Regions from separate parts of the Mus musculus genome. Here regions 1, 3 and 4 are each linked to region 2. A link is a contact called in public ChIA-PET and HiChIP or PLAC-seq data. All regions are on one chromosome and are shown on one strand. Each heading gives the region's core, a stretch centred on a gene start, on an enhancer-like site or on the middle of the called end of the contact. The rest is flanking DNA. Distances are from core to core; before and after follow the strand shown.

Region 1 (3,034 bases), core at 144-2,643, 180 kb before region 2:
AAAATAACTTCATAACACAATCAACCACAGATACTTTGGTCAATTATCTGAAATGAAGGAGTTTAAGTTTATAACTTAAAATTGTTTGTTTGTTTTTTGTTTGTTTGTTTGTTTGTTTGTTGTTTTTCGAGACAGGGTTTCTCTGTGTAGCCCTGGCTGTCCTGGAACTCACTTTGTAGACCAGGCTGGCCTCGAACTCAGAAATCTGCCTGCCTCTGCCTCCCGAGTGCTGGGATTAAAGGCGTGCGCCACCACGCCTGGCTATAACTTAAAATTTTAATTCTGATAGTAAAATAACAAAGACTTAAACCCATGAACTCTATTTGCAACTTAAGCATTTTACTAACAAGAACTTTAATTACATATTCTAATGCTTACTAATATACAAATTACAATTTTCTGTAGTAGGTAGAGCACCCATAGATACAGCATTAACACTCATTAATGAAGCCTGTGAGCATGTTCTTTAGCATTGTCAAAATGAAATGTCATAAAACCAAGAGTGTTGTTTAAGAATGGTAATCTGATGGCCTACTCTGTCATCCTAGAAATGGTAAACCATATAAAAGAACAGCAAAACAAGAAACAAATGCACTCATTGTTAAGAGTACAAATACATTAAAAACTCAAATTCACAGCTATCAAAGTAAACAACAACATAAAGAAGGAATGAAACAGCTTAGCAAAATGTCTGCCTATTAGTAAATTTATTTTCATTACTATTTAATTAAATATCCCATCTAGTTTTAGAATTTGATTCTCAAAGATAATAAAGTTACAAATGATTGAATACTAAATATACACTTTTATAATAGACATAAAAGCAAAGAATTATCTGCTAAAATGATTTATCAAAGATATATACTGAAGAAGATGAGACATTGCTTTGTAAATGCAGAGCCCAATAAACAAGGTGGCTGAGAAGAAAAGCTCTACAACAATACAGACCGTTTCTCGGCCCATAGTTTCTCTGTTGAGGTTAATAACCACTCCTTTCATGTGGCTTTCATGTGGCTTTCAATATTAAAATTTTAAAAGCAGGGACCAACAAGAAGGGTCAGTTGGTAAAAATGTCAGAAGCCACCTGGAAGCTCATGGGCCATCTAGTGTGGATACACAGCAAGACAGAAACAATATCACAGAGCTTGCTTTAGAAGCAAAGTCTAAGGAGAAAACTGTGGAGGCTGTCTTCTGACTTCCACATGTACACTGTGGCACCGTATGCTTACAGGGAGCTGTGTACGGATGGGTAGGTACAGGTGTGTCACATGTACAAATCAGAAGAAAAAAATTTAAACATGTCTTCTCAAATAGCCCCATCTGCACAGTAAACGTCATTATATATTGTCTAATTACAGTTATCACTAGCACTGTCACTCAAATTTTCCCTGACAGCTATTACAACATAGAAAAGCAGAAGCTTCAGTCCTTATCATTCAAAGAAACAGGAACCACTTGCTAAGGACTCTAACAAAATGAAAGAGAGAACTATAGTACACAGAAAATGTGAAAAATAAACTAGCCTTCCTCTTCCTGCAAAAAGGTATTAGGAATCAATCTTCCAGGTAACAGATAATTGACAGACTTCACTTTAAGAGAGAAGATAGCAAGGATAGATGCATCCTAAGTTCAGAAGTACTCTAGAGAATACAAAAACAAAAAACAAAACAAAACAAAAAAGCCTCTTCACTCTAGAGAATGTACTTCCTCCTCATAAGTAACTGTTCAGTTCTCTGTCCTTCCCCAGAGCAGCTAAAGGTTTCTCAAAAGGGTCTTCTCTTCCCCCTCTTCTCTTCCCCTCGTCCCAGGGACTGTTCTCTTCCCCCTCTTCTCTTCCCCCTCGTCCCAGGGACTGTTCTGCCTGCTCTGATCTGATGTTGACGGCAACAATTTGGCTGAAACAACTTTTAAAGGACAAAAACAATCCTCACTTTGCAAAATCCTATAACAATTTACAAATCACCTCTGCATCAGCTTTTCAAAATTATCCAACCTAGTTTGTATCCTCAAAACCTCCCCCACTCACCCCACCCCCATCGAGGTTTAAGTGATCTCCTCTCCTGGGTGTCTCTCCTACTTCTCAAGTCCTCTTCCTCTGGTTTACAATGGAATTGTGGCCCAATACTTAAATCTGAGTCCCCGTTTGTGTTCTGGATATACTCTTCCTTGGCAACTTCATCTATCCACATGTTTGTTTGTTCATTTCATTTTTTTATTAGATATTTTCTTTATTTACATTTCAACTGTTATCCCCTGTCCTAGTATCCCCTCCAAAAATCCCCATCCTCTCCTCCCTCCCCCTATTCCCCAACCCACCCACTCCTGCTTCCTGGCCCAGGCATTCCCCTATACTGGGGCAGAGAGCCTTCACAGGACCAAGGGTCTCTCCTCCCATTGATGACCAACTAGGCCATCCTCTGCTACATATACAGCTAGAGCCACGAGTCCCTCCGTGTGTTTTCTTTGATTGGTGGTTTAGTCCCAGAGCGTTCTGGGGTTACTGGTTAGTTCATATTGTTGTGCTTCCTAGGGGGCTGCAAACCCCTTCAGCTCCTTGGGTACTTTCTCTAGCTCCTTCATTGGGGACCCTGTGCTCTGTCTAATGGATGACTGTGAGCACCTACTTCTGTATTAGTCAGGCACTGGCAGAGCCTCTCAGGAGACAGCTATATCAGGTTCCTGTGAGCAATCTCTTGTTGGCATATGCAATAGTGTCTGGGTTTGGTGGTTGTTTATGGGATGGATCCCCAGGTGGGGCAGTTTCTGGATGGTAATTCCTTCAGTCTCTGCTCCGAACTTTGTCTCTGTAACAACTTCCATGGGTATTTTGTTCCCCTTTTAAGAAGGATTGAAGTATCCACACTTTGGTCTTCCTTCTTCTTGAGTTTCATGTGTTTTGCAAATTGTATCTTGGGTATTCTAAGCTTCTGGGCTAATATCCACTTATCAGTGAGTGCCTATCATGTGTGTTATTTTGTGATTGGGTTACCTCACTTAGAATGATATCCTCCAGATCCATCCATTTGTCTAAGAA
Region 2 (3,251 bases), core at 659-3,158:
ATAGTCATATTACTTTAATAACAGCAAAAACCTGCTAAGATCTCACCGATACTAGATTATTATATTTCCACATGATAGACTTCCATGCAACTACTAAAATTAATATAGGTCATTACCTACAGGCATGGTAAATTGGCTAAAACTTTTTAAGTGTATTAGTAAGAGACAGTTTAGTATAATCTTATCTTAAAACATGTATTTGTGTGAGGCACATGACTATAGAAAAGAATTGTGAAGATTTTTATAACATCTTCTAAAAGAAATCTCAAAAGTAGATGGGCTAATTTGGGTGCTTTAAACTATTTTATGTCTATGAGTATTTTCTCTGTATAGAAGTACAACATGTATCAAAAGATGGCCTAGTCGGCCATCACTGGAAAGAGAGGCCCATTGGACACGCAAACTTTATATGCCCCAGTACAGGGGAACGCCAGGGCCAAAAAGTGGGAGTGGGTGAGTAGGGGAGTGGGGGGGGGGGGGAGGGTATGGGGGCCTTTTGGGATAGCATTGGAAATGTAAATGAGGAAAATACCTAATAAAAAATATTTAAAAAAAAAAAAAGAAGTACAACATGTATGCACAAGCGTCACGGTAGCCGGAAGAGGTCCGATTCCCTAGAGTTGCAGAAGGTTGTAGACAGCACTCTGCAGTTCCACAACCATTTTTAAATGAGCATTTAATTTTCCCATTCATTCCAAATCCATTGTTCATTCAGCAATACAAATTATGTACCTAATATGTGCTAGGCACCGTGCTGGTGCTGCGAAAACAAAACAGCACTATCTATCAATTTAAAGTCAGAAATTTTTAAAAATAACAAGAGCCAGTGTTGGTGAATTTAAAGAACAAAGCAATCTAATTAACTGTTGAGAGCATATAAACGAGGGAGGGAGGGTGCAAACCCAGAGAGAGATGAGAAAAAGAAAAGCAAAAAGCATGATGGTTCAGAGGATTGCTATATTAGCTGCCAAGCTGTGAACCTGAGTTCAATCCCAGAATCCACGTGGCGCAAGGAGAGAACCACCAACTTCAAGTTGTCTTCAGACTCCCAAAAAAGGGTATGCAGGGACACAGACACACACACAAAACAAATGTAAAAACAAAAAATGTACATATATATACAGACATGAAAATATTTAGAATGTGATACTAATTACTGTGAACATAGACATTTAAATGATGTGTTACTCCGCCATCAAAGTTCAGATCCTTAAAGATCCTTACCTGACTCTGGGTACACGTTATTCAACAGAATTAGCAGTCTTGATTTCATTTGGGGATTAAACCAAAACATACTCTTTTAAAACTCGTAAGAAAACTCGCACCTTCCCCCTAGTGGCCTAATCTACCAGATACGGTATTTGGTTGTGGACAGCAGAAGATCAAGTGCCAGGACAGAAACCAGGTCCTACAATAGCAACTAATGATCATAAGTATCACGATCATGCGAGACCATGGAGCCTTTAAGGATGGGCTCTCCAAGTACTCAAGCATCTCAGGCCAGGAATATGAACACACACACACACACACACACACACACACACACTTGTTTTTTTTTTTTTTTTTTCTGCAGCCTCTTTCAGACACGCTGTTTCCCAAACCTCTCTGTGCACTGTGACAGATCTATGAGGGACCACCGCACCATCCCGAGCTAGGTGGCGACGTTCAACTGAGAGGACCGAGAGTTGGCGGGAATCTGCAATCCACTTGGGGATTAAAAAAAAAAAAAGCAAGGAAACTCTGGGCGTGACGTGAAGCCACGCCCCCCGCTTTCTCTGCGCATTGGCTTTCCCACCCCGGAGCTTCCTGCCAATCCCACGTTCTCAGCTTTCGCAGGCCCCGCCCACTTAAGGCTGGAGGGCGGGGCAGCGTTAGACGCCGATCCGTGGCTCTGGGATAGATTGCACTTCCTGCGTCGCCGCCGTCAAGACTCCGCAGGCTTCTTTGACGATCACCGAACCGTAGTTGGGGCCGTGTTCCTGTGTCCGCTGCTGGGTCAGGTTGTCGCTGCGCCGGAGCTATGGTGTGTTGAGCCCCGAGTCCTCGAAGGGTTTGGGGCTGAGGTACACTGACGTGGTCGGGGATCGGCCTCTGTTCCCTGGGGCGTGGGGCGGTGGGAGAGGGAGCTTACCTCACGGACAGTCTCCTACAGTGATTCAGCATCTGCGGCCTGGCCGGCGGGAAACGATCAGTAACCTGGGCGGCCTTTCGCTCAGCTTCTCCACCTTACGTGGGGTCCAGGCGCTCTCCCTCGCCCAGCCAGAGGCCCTCCCCTCTCAATTTACTTAGGTGGCCGATTTCAAGATGCCCTATGGTCCTTTGTCATCTGCATAGGAGGAAGGCTATAGGAATGGAGGGGTGCACCTGGCATCGCCTGCGCAGACCTGAGCCTGCAGTCAGGTCTTTAGACCAAATTCATCTTCCTTGTGGGTCTGTCTTAATCTGTCTCATTAGAATGCCGTCGGGAAAGACTCCATACAGTCACTTTGTTCTAAAAGGGGAAGTAATGGATTCAGGTTTACAGCACAGGGCCCTGAGCTGCTTCTGTGGAGTCTGCCATGCGAACTCTTGCCTTTTTTGCCATTATGAGTATTCTCCTAAGAGCCGATACACTTGCTTTAGTAATGACATTATGGCTGTAGTGGGTCTGCCACGGTAGCAATTTGTGCCCACCTCTTTACTGAGGATTTGTGTATATGTTAATTCATCCAGTGACAGGGTGCAGGTAGAGAGCTCAAAGTTAAACCAAACATAACTTTATTCATACTATAAAGATAAAAAAGGTATGTTGGAAGGTGTTATGGTACACGAGTTTAATCCCAGCACTTAGGAAGCAGAGAGGCAGAATTCTGTGAGTTTGAGGCAAGCCTAAGTCAAAGTTCCAGGACATCCATAGTGTAGAGACCGACACCAAAAAAAAAAAAAAAAAAAAAAAAAAGGAAGGAAGAAAAGAAGAAAAAAATATGTATAGTTGGTCATGATAGCAGACACCTGTAATCTGAGCACTTGGTAGGTTGAGACAGGACTTCAAGATCATTTTCCCAGGTATATAGGAAAAAGCCAGACTGGGCTTCATGAAACCTGTATCTCAAAGCTCTGCTGGAATATTGTGCTGAGAATTTTCAGAGAAAAGAAGAAACCTTCAAGCTCTGTTGGAATATTGTGCTGAGAATTTTCGGAGAAAAGAAGAAACCTTCAAAGATAGACATTTGAGTCAATGTACAGAAAAGGCCTTTGCCAGATTATTAGAG
Region 3 (3,425 bases), core at 14-2,513, 260 kb after region 2:
ATTCTCCTGTAAAAGGTGTGCATGCAACCTGTCGCATGCTGAAATTTGGGTCCTGTCACCGAGGCATGTCATTATATCTATACACAAATATTTCAAAATGTAAAAGTCTCCATGGACCCTCTCGTTCTGGCTTTCTGCCACTGCCACTGACAAAACATTGGAGAAAAATGTCTTTGAAGAAGAAAAACTTGTTTTGGCTAATGGTGTCAGAGATTTTAATCCATGGTCACCTGACCACATTTCCTTGTGACTGGGCAGCGTAGTGCACCATGGTGGGGCTACAAGAAGGTGGTGAGGGGTGGGGTGGGTTGGGGTGGGGTGAGGGGTGGGTGGATAGGTGGGTCCTAGCAGATGTTCCAGGCACACACCTCCACAGGCCTAACTTCTTTCCATCCTCCCCTGCCCCAGAGTTTCGCTGTGTAGCCCAGGCTGTCCTAGAACTCACTCTGTTGACCAGGCTGGCCTCAAACTCAGAGCTCCAGCTGCCTCTGCCTCAGAGTGCTGGGATTAAAGGTGTGCACCACCACCAGTGAGCCTTTTTACCAAGTCTTAAAGTTTCCATCACCTCTTAAGAATGCCACAGCTGGAGACCAAGCCTCTAGCTTTCTGGAGGGCACCTAAGATGTGAATCAGAAGACCTCTGGTGCCAAGAAAAATAAGAGTGTCATAAAAGTGTCCCCATCCAGCATAATTGAAAAGTGTCAGCATCTACACAGTGATAAGCCACATCTCTGAGAAAAAGACCCAGTCCTAGTAAAGTTATGAACAGTTTACACACACATAAATTAAAAATAAATATGTACATGAAGAAATGTCTTTCCTGACCTCTGAGAGGGTGAGGTGCATGGGATGAGGGCAGAGAAGCGAGTGCTTTTAACCCCACCTTTCCTTGTAGTTACTAAACCTGCAATATGGGACCAGTGTATTTAACTGTGAAGAAATGGCTTCTCATTGGTTCCTGACAGTACAGTGCCTCATTTTCAGCAAAACTTCCCAAAATACCACAGAGGAAAAGAGGCGAGAGATGATTTTATGATCAATCTACACTCTGGTCCTTGCCTTCTAAGTTACAAATCCTCACCAGTGAGACCTACCTAGTAATAGTTTTTAAAAGGTTTTACTTTGGTCTCAATTTGTTTTCTCAAGTGCAGGAACTCTATTAAGCCACTAGGGGGCGCCCAAGCCATTCATTAGACTGAAGCACGGTGCTGGCGGATCAGGGTTTGTCAAGTTTTTGCAACATTAGTTTCTAACCAGAAGGTATTTGGGATTCCAAGTCCATCTGGACATGCAGATCTACCACCTGCTCAAGTCCGAGTTCCTTTACTACCCCACGGGCGTCGATGGACCCAGGTGACTCTTGCTAGGAGGAGGCAAGAGGGACCTCGGAATCCGAGGGCTGTTTCTGGTTTCATTTCTGGAGAAGTAGACCCAGTCTTTGCACCGCTGATCTCACAAACACCGGCCATTGTCTAAGCAAGAGATAACCAAGAGGAATGGGTGGGAATAATTTAGGGGGAATGCCAGTCCTTTCCAGGAGATGAATATCTTTGAAAGTTCCGGTAATTCTTAGCATTCAGACCACCCTGGAGTAGTGCAAATTCACAATGATTGCAGGAACTGTTTCTCACTTGTGTTTGCAAAGAACCAGTGAAGGATGCGGCTTTGCTCGGAATTCGTCTTTCCCTGTCTCTACCCGAACATTGGGCTGTCAGGGCTCTGGCTTGATTTATTGAATCAAACATGTCACCGTTGATTCGTTCATCCGCTCCTGCCCTTTGAGAAGGGGTGCTGGGAATGCGGATGAAGACTGCTGAGAAAAAAAGTCAGTTTCAACAGGCAGTGCTTTGCAAAGTAGGTCACCCTGGCTTTTCCACTGGGTGAAGAGGCTGGAATCCCATTAACCTCCATCAGACTTGCAGGGATGGGGATGGGGGGGGGGGGGAGAATGGGGGTGGTGGGGGGGCGGGGTTGTTAGTGCAAAACAAAACCTGGCTTCGTGCAGGCTTCCTAATTTGACTTCCTAATGAGATTTGGAAAGGAAAGGGGAATAGAGGGTTTGGGAAAATCAAAGGAAAATTCCTTTCCCTAAATGAGCCCATAGTGTGGGGTGGAAAGGTTTGGGCTGTTTGTGAACTGAGTGTTTGCCATCAATTAATTTTTTGTTTTTTCTTTCTTTCTTTCTTTCTTTCTTTCTTTCTTTCTTTCTTTCTCTCTCTCTCTCTCTCTCTCTCTCTCTCTCTCTCTCTCTCTCTCTCTCTTTCTTTCTTCCTTCCTTCCTTCCTTTTTTTTTATCTTTGTTTCCACTGGGTCTCAGAAAGTCTGAGGGGCAGGTAAAGTGTGGGAAGGTATTCCCCATATAATACTTCTTTCAAATTTCAACATGTCTTTCACCCGTTGGAAGTAACACACACACACACACACACACACACACACACACACACAGAGAGAGAGAGAGAGAGAGAGAGAGAGAGAGAGAAACAACCCCGTCACCAAAACCTAAAACACCTCCAAGCCACCAAAACACACACACACACACACACACACACACACACACACACACACACACACAAATCCAACTCGATTTTCTTCCCTTCTGCGTCACAACCAAGTCAGACTTTGTCTTCTACAGCAGGGTTAAGGTTTCCCCTGCTGCATGCAGGGTTCTCCCATCCCACAGCAGAAGGGCACAGTGGCTTAGTGTCTGTGACTCTATTGACTGACTTCATGCTGGGTAGGGCCTAGCTGGCTGTGTCCCTCAGTCTTCCCTGGGTTCCAGGGAGCTACTCTTTCCTTGGGCACCTTTGTGCTGTTCTCTTTTGGTTTCATTTGAAGCCAAGGCTTTACCATGAAGAGTGGGGGCTCTTGGGGGCTCTGTCCTAAGCCTTATTCTTAACCTCCACACCCCCCCACCCCCGCGCTGTCAAGTGACCCTGGTTTTGGGCAGTCTCTGATTTACCCTTGACTCAGTTATGCATCTGCAGAGACTCTGAACCCTGAAATTCAGAGCTAGGTCCTAACTGGGCACTTGGCCTTCACCTTTTAGGGCATCTTAACAACATGTCATAGGCAGAGCTGCTCTCATGGGCTTTCCCATTAACCTTCATCTAATGACCTCAGTCATGGCAGGGTTCCCAGTTCCATGACTGGGCCAGCTCCACACCTGAGAAGCATTTGACCATTCTGCCTCCCTCACTTCCCCCTCAGTCTGTCTCCACAGCTGTCAGCCTGACGGGCTACTGCTCACCTCTGCACCTGTCTGCTCCCCGCTCCTACCCACCCTCCCTTCAGAAGTGGCCCACACCTCTCTCCTGGCTCTGTGCAGCTGCCTGCCTGCACTTCCCACCTAATTCAGCGTTTCATATCGGAACCTTGACATGGCTATTGCCTTTTGATTTTCAAATGCTGTCTGATCACAGTCTTCT
Region 4 (3,178 bases), core at 110-2,609, 250 kb before region 2:
CCACATTAAATTCTTCTAAAAACCATGTTTAGTTCCAAGTTCTCATGTTTAAAGTTATGGCAGTTACAGTATTCATGTTGGGAATTCATACTACTTTATTTAGACTGTGATCTGACCCTAAAAGAGTTTGGTACTTGATCAGCTATATTCCCTCCATATAAAATACTATACCAAAATAAATTGTTGTCTATCTTCTTACTACATTTGTATTTACTTATTTGTTTATGTGAGATGAGGATACATCTGCATGCCATGGCACATGTGTGGAGGTCTGAGGACAGCTTGACGTAACTGGTTTTCTCTTTCTATCAAGCCAGCCCCAGAGATTAAACTCAGGTTGTCATGCTTGGAGGGAGGTACTTTCACCTGGTAAGGCATCTCATCACCCCCAAGAAAGAAATTGTTAGTGCACTAATATGTTCATAGCTAAGGAACAGAAGGTAAAGATATTAAGATAAATCATAGGAGAAAAATGGAAAGAACAAACCATTAAGGCTCTCCTTAGTTATTACAACTTTTAGCCACACTATGGACCCAATCAGAAAGAACAATGATCTAACCAGAGCTTTATCAATTTGTTAGAAGACAAAAATATTTCAATCAAGATATAGAATTCATGAAACATGGAGTTATAAACTATTCTTTTTTATAGCTGAAGAAACTAATTTTTCAAAATCCTCTTAGCATTCATCATCATGTGCTTTCACCAATTAATTATAATGAAGAGTTTACTGAAAACATGACTCACAAGAAAGACAGATTATAGAGTGATATGCAATCGGTTATAAAAATTTTTTGGAACTATTCTTAAGCTTCTGAAAAATTCTTTCCTACCTGAGGTGCATTTGTAGCCACTAGAAACGCATTTGTTCTTCCTGGGTGATCGTAATCGTGCATGGCAGCTGCCACATACAAAGCCATCAATTCTAATGCAGGGATGTTTGAAGATAGGCAGCCATAACTCATATCTGGAATACAGCAACTCTTCGAAGAAATGTAAGCAATCTGTCCAGAACCAAGTCTACCATCTGAATCTGTGTGGCAATAAATAGTAAACAAACATTAGCATTTAACTTCCTGTCAATTATGCTAAGGATAGAATTTCTCATAAGTAGTATCAGTATTAATTTATTGAAATTAAATAGACTCAAAGGATTTAAATACTTTCCCATTGTTTATCTTGCAGGACATTAGAGAATTCTGACACCAGATTGATGCTTTCTTGCTAGGACTAATAAATACCTGAAAACCCTAAGTTTATAATTTTCTAAACATTTGTTCTTAAGGGCTAAACATAGTAGTCATACAAAATTCTAGCACCAAGAAGAGGAAGTAGACAAAGCCCTGCCCGTAACCAGGAAGCTACTGTAACTGAAACTTCCTGGGAAAGGGAAAGTCAGCTTTCTCCAGTGGAGTATAAAATTAGGTATACCATAAGTCACACTCCAGGACAGGCCCTATACCCAAGGGTAGTTAACTAAAACACAGACTCTGTATTTTGGGGGATGTGTTTGTGTGTGGTATCTTGTTACCTTTTCTCTAATTTTCTTTTTTCAAAGTTTGATGTGATTTTATTTTTGTTGTTATTTTTTCTTGTTTTTTGAGAGCCAGACAGACAGAAGGAACAAGTAGTTGGGTAGGTATTAAGGTGAGGAGGGTCTGGGAGAAAGTAGGGGAGGGGAAAGAATATGATCAAAATATACTGAATGAAAAAATTTAAGTATGTATAGTAGATATAGAAAAGGATCTAAATGAATAAAACTAGGGGATTAAAATCTGATTTAAAAACAATATGAACATGAGGGAATTTGAGGTATCACCAAACAAAGCTCTTTCATAGAGATGCTACTTTTCAAAACTCATCCGAAGAAATGTTTCATTTCTTGCATTGACTACAATTTCTCTTTCTCTTCTTCTTCCTCCTATGAGGCTCTTTACAATGGAACAGAACAAAAAGCACGAACACACAAAGGCCTGAAACAGAACTACTTCATACTACTTCTCTGTTTCCTCCTGATAGAAACAGTGTGTTTTCCCCTGTCTGTGACTCTGGTCCCTAACACCTCATTACCTGCTTCTGTGTCTTTATATTAGCTAAGACTAAATGGTCAAGCTATCATTGCTGCTAAAGGGATTGGAAGAAATTCCAGAATGTAAAAGGTATTATAGTAAGCAGCACATAAAATACAAGATAAGAGATAAAAGATGTCCTCAGTTGTGTTCATCAGTTAGAAATAGGCCTTGTCAAAGGCCAAATGATTTCTTAATCATAATTTGAGTCAATATATCACAAGAATTTTAACATGACTTTAATGCATGAATGATAATTTAATTTTAAAATGTTCATTATTTCCATACTGTTTATGTTTTCAATATATATTGAGTTTTCAAAAACTGTACGCTTAACACTCCTTACAACAGTAATTATGTAATTATGTAGGCAAACTGCTACTAGCAAGACTTTAATTATTAATATCAGGTCAATACCTTGAACATTTTCCTGTGTTATAGCTACCATGGATTCCCCCTTAAATTATAAACTAAATTTTAAAAATAAAAATAGCAAAATATATCCCTATTAAACTAAAAAACGTAGTTGAGACTGGGATGCAGACCTATACATGTCAGCATTTTAAGTTCAAGGACCATCTGGAGTACATGAGATATTGTGTTAAAATAAACAAAAGCAACAACAAAAATGTAGAAAGTGAAACAAAACAAAAACTCAGTAACTACTTAAAGCTTAGACAGAAGGCTCTTGATAACAGCAGTACATATAAATTTGACAGAAACCTAACATTAAAAAGGCAATGATTTACAAATTTTTCTGCAGATTCAACACTGTATATAATCAAAATCCAAGCTCGCTTTTTGAGCATAAAAATGTAAACTGAATATATAATTAATGTATAAATACAAGAGACTGAATGGCCAAAATCACCTCAAAGGAAAAAAAATAGAACATTGCAACACTGAGAACTCATACTTCCTAATTTCAAAGCATATTACACAGCTCAAGTGATAAAGACATGGTTCTATTATAGAGAGAAACACAAATAAATGAAATAAAACTGAAAGTACAATTTGATGCTTCTGACTTTCATCCAGGATGCCAAGAGAGCACTGCGAGACGGCTATGCACTATGTATGACACTGGGGACTTTCTCACATGTTAACT

Evidence for each region. ChIA-PET counts read pairs in DNA pulled down with a chosen protein or histone mark. HiChIP or PLAC-seq counts read pairs in DNA pulled down with a chosen protein or histone mark.
Region 1: a contact with region 2 is called in an H3K4me3 HiChIP or PLAC-seq map of bone marrow-derived macrophages, with 5 times the contacts expected there. The contact joins the enhancer-like site here to the promoter of Psma1 in region 2. A contact is called at or near these places in 9 of 39 promoter capture datasets (the 3T3-L1 cell line, 3T3-L1-derived adipocytes, the C10 cell line and 5 more), 3 of 15 datasets of contacts at CTCF or cohesin (large pre-B cells, pro-B cells and thymocytes), 2 of 484 Hi-C or Micro-C datasets (bone marrow-derived macrophages and neutrophils), 11 of 115 datasets of contacts at active chromatin or transcription factors (the 230-238 cell line, CD8 T cells, the HPC-7 cell line and 7 more) and 3 of 9 other capture datasets (adipose tissue, liver and pancreatic islet).
Region 3: an RNA polymerase II ChIA-PET map of memory CD8 T cells shows a contact between it and region 2, with 8 read pairs. The contact joins the enhancer-like site here to the promoter of Psma1 in region 2. A contact is called at or near these places in 3 of 115 datasets of contacts at active chromatin or transcription factors (embryonic stem cells, extraembryonic endoderm stem cells and memory CD8 T cells).
Region 4: a contact with region 2 is called in an H3K4me3 HiChIP or PLAC-seq map of bone marrow-derived macrophages, with 5 times the contacts expected there. The contact joins the enhancer-like site here to the promoter of Psma1 in region 2. A contact is called at or near these places in 4 of 39 promoter capture datasets (the C10 cell line, the HPC-7 cell line, liver and 1 more), 2 of 15 datasets of contacts at CTCF or cohesin (large pre-B cells and pro-B cells), 2 of 484 Hi-C or Micro-C datasets (CD8 T cells and nephron progenitors), 11 of 115 datasets of contacts at active chromatin or transcription factors (the 230-238 cell line, the SCID.adh cell line, T-cell acute lymphoblastic leukemia and 6 more) and 3 of 9 other capture datasets (adipose tissue, liver and pancreatic islet).

The regions. Positions count from the first base shown.
Region 1 is chr7:114,451,785-114,454,818 of GRCm38.p6, reverse strand. The region is part of intron 1 of Pde3b (phosphodiesterase 3B, cGMP-inhibited); the gene reads right to left. Among named protein-coding and RNA genes, the nearest start is that of Pde3b, 38 kb to the right of the region's middle. Within about 2 kb of position 1,393, at least 99 of the 459 cell types and tissues checked have an H3K27ac peak or open chromatin away from gene starts, as enhancers often do. A contact at or near this core is called in the 230-238 cell line, CD8 T cells, the HPC-7 cell line and 7 more, where this site is marked.
Region 2 is chr7:114,274,773-114,278,023 of GRCm38.p6, reverse strand. It overlaps Psma1 (proteasome subunit alpha 1), which reads left to right and starts at 1,908. Exons shown (of 10, transcript NM_011965.2): 1 at 1,908-2,023. The coding sequence starts at 2,021.
Region 3 is chr7:114,018,754-114,022,178 of GRCm38.p6, reverse strand. The region is part of intron 7 of Spon1 (spondin 1, (f-spondin) extracellular matrix protein); the gene reads right to left. Among named protein-coding and RNA genes, the nearest start is that of Gm51454, 16 kb to the left of the region's middle. Within about 2 kb of position 1,263, at least 81 of the 459 cell types and tissues checked have an H3K27ac peak or open chromatin away from gene starts, as enhancers often do. A contact at or near this core is called in memory CD8 T cells, where this site is marked.
Region 4 is chr7:114,524,637-114,527,814 of GRCm38.p6, reverse strand. It overlaps Pde3b (phosphodiesterase 3B, cGMP-inhibited), which reads right to left. Exons shown (of 16, transcript NM_011055.2): 12 at 835-1,034. Among named protein-coding and RNA genes, the nearest start is that of Cyp2r1, 37 kb to the left of the region's middle. Within about 2 kb of position 1,359, at least 14 of the 459 cell types and tissues checked have an H3K27ac peak or open chromatin away from gene starts, as enhancers often do. A contact at or near this core is called in the HPC-7 cell line, adipose tissue, bone marrow-derived macrophages and 1 more, where this site is marked.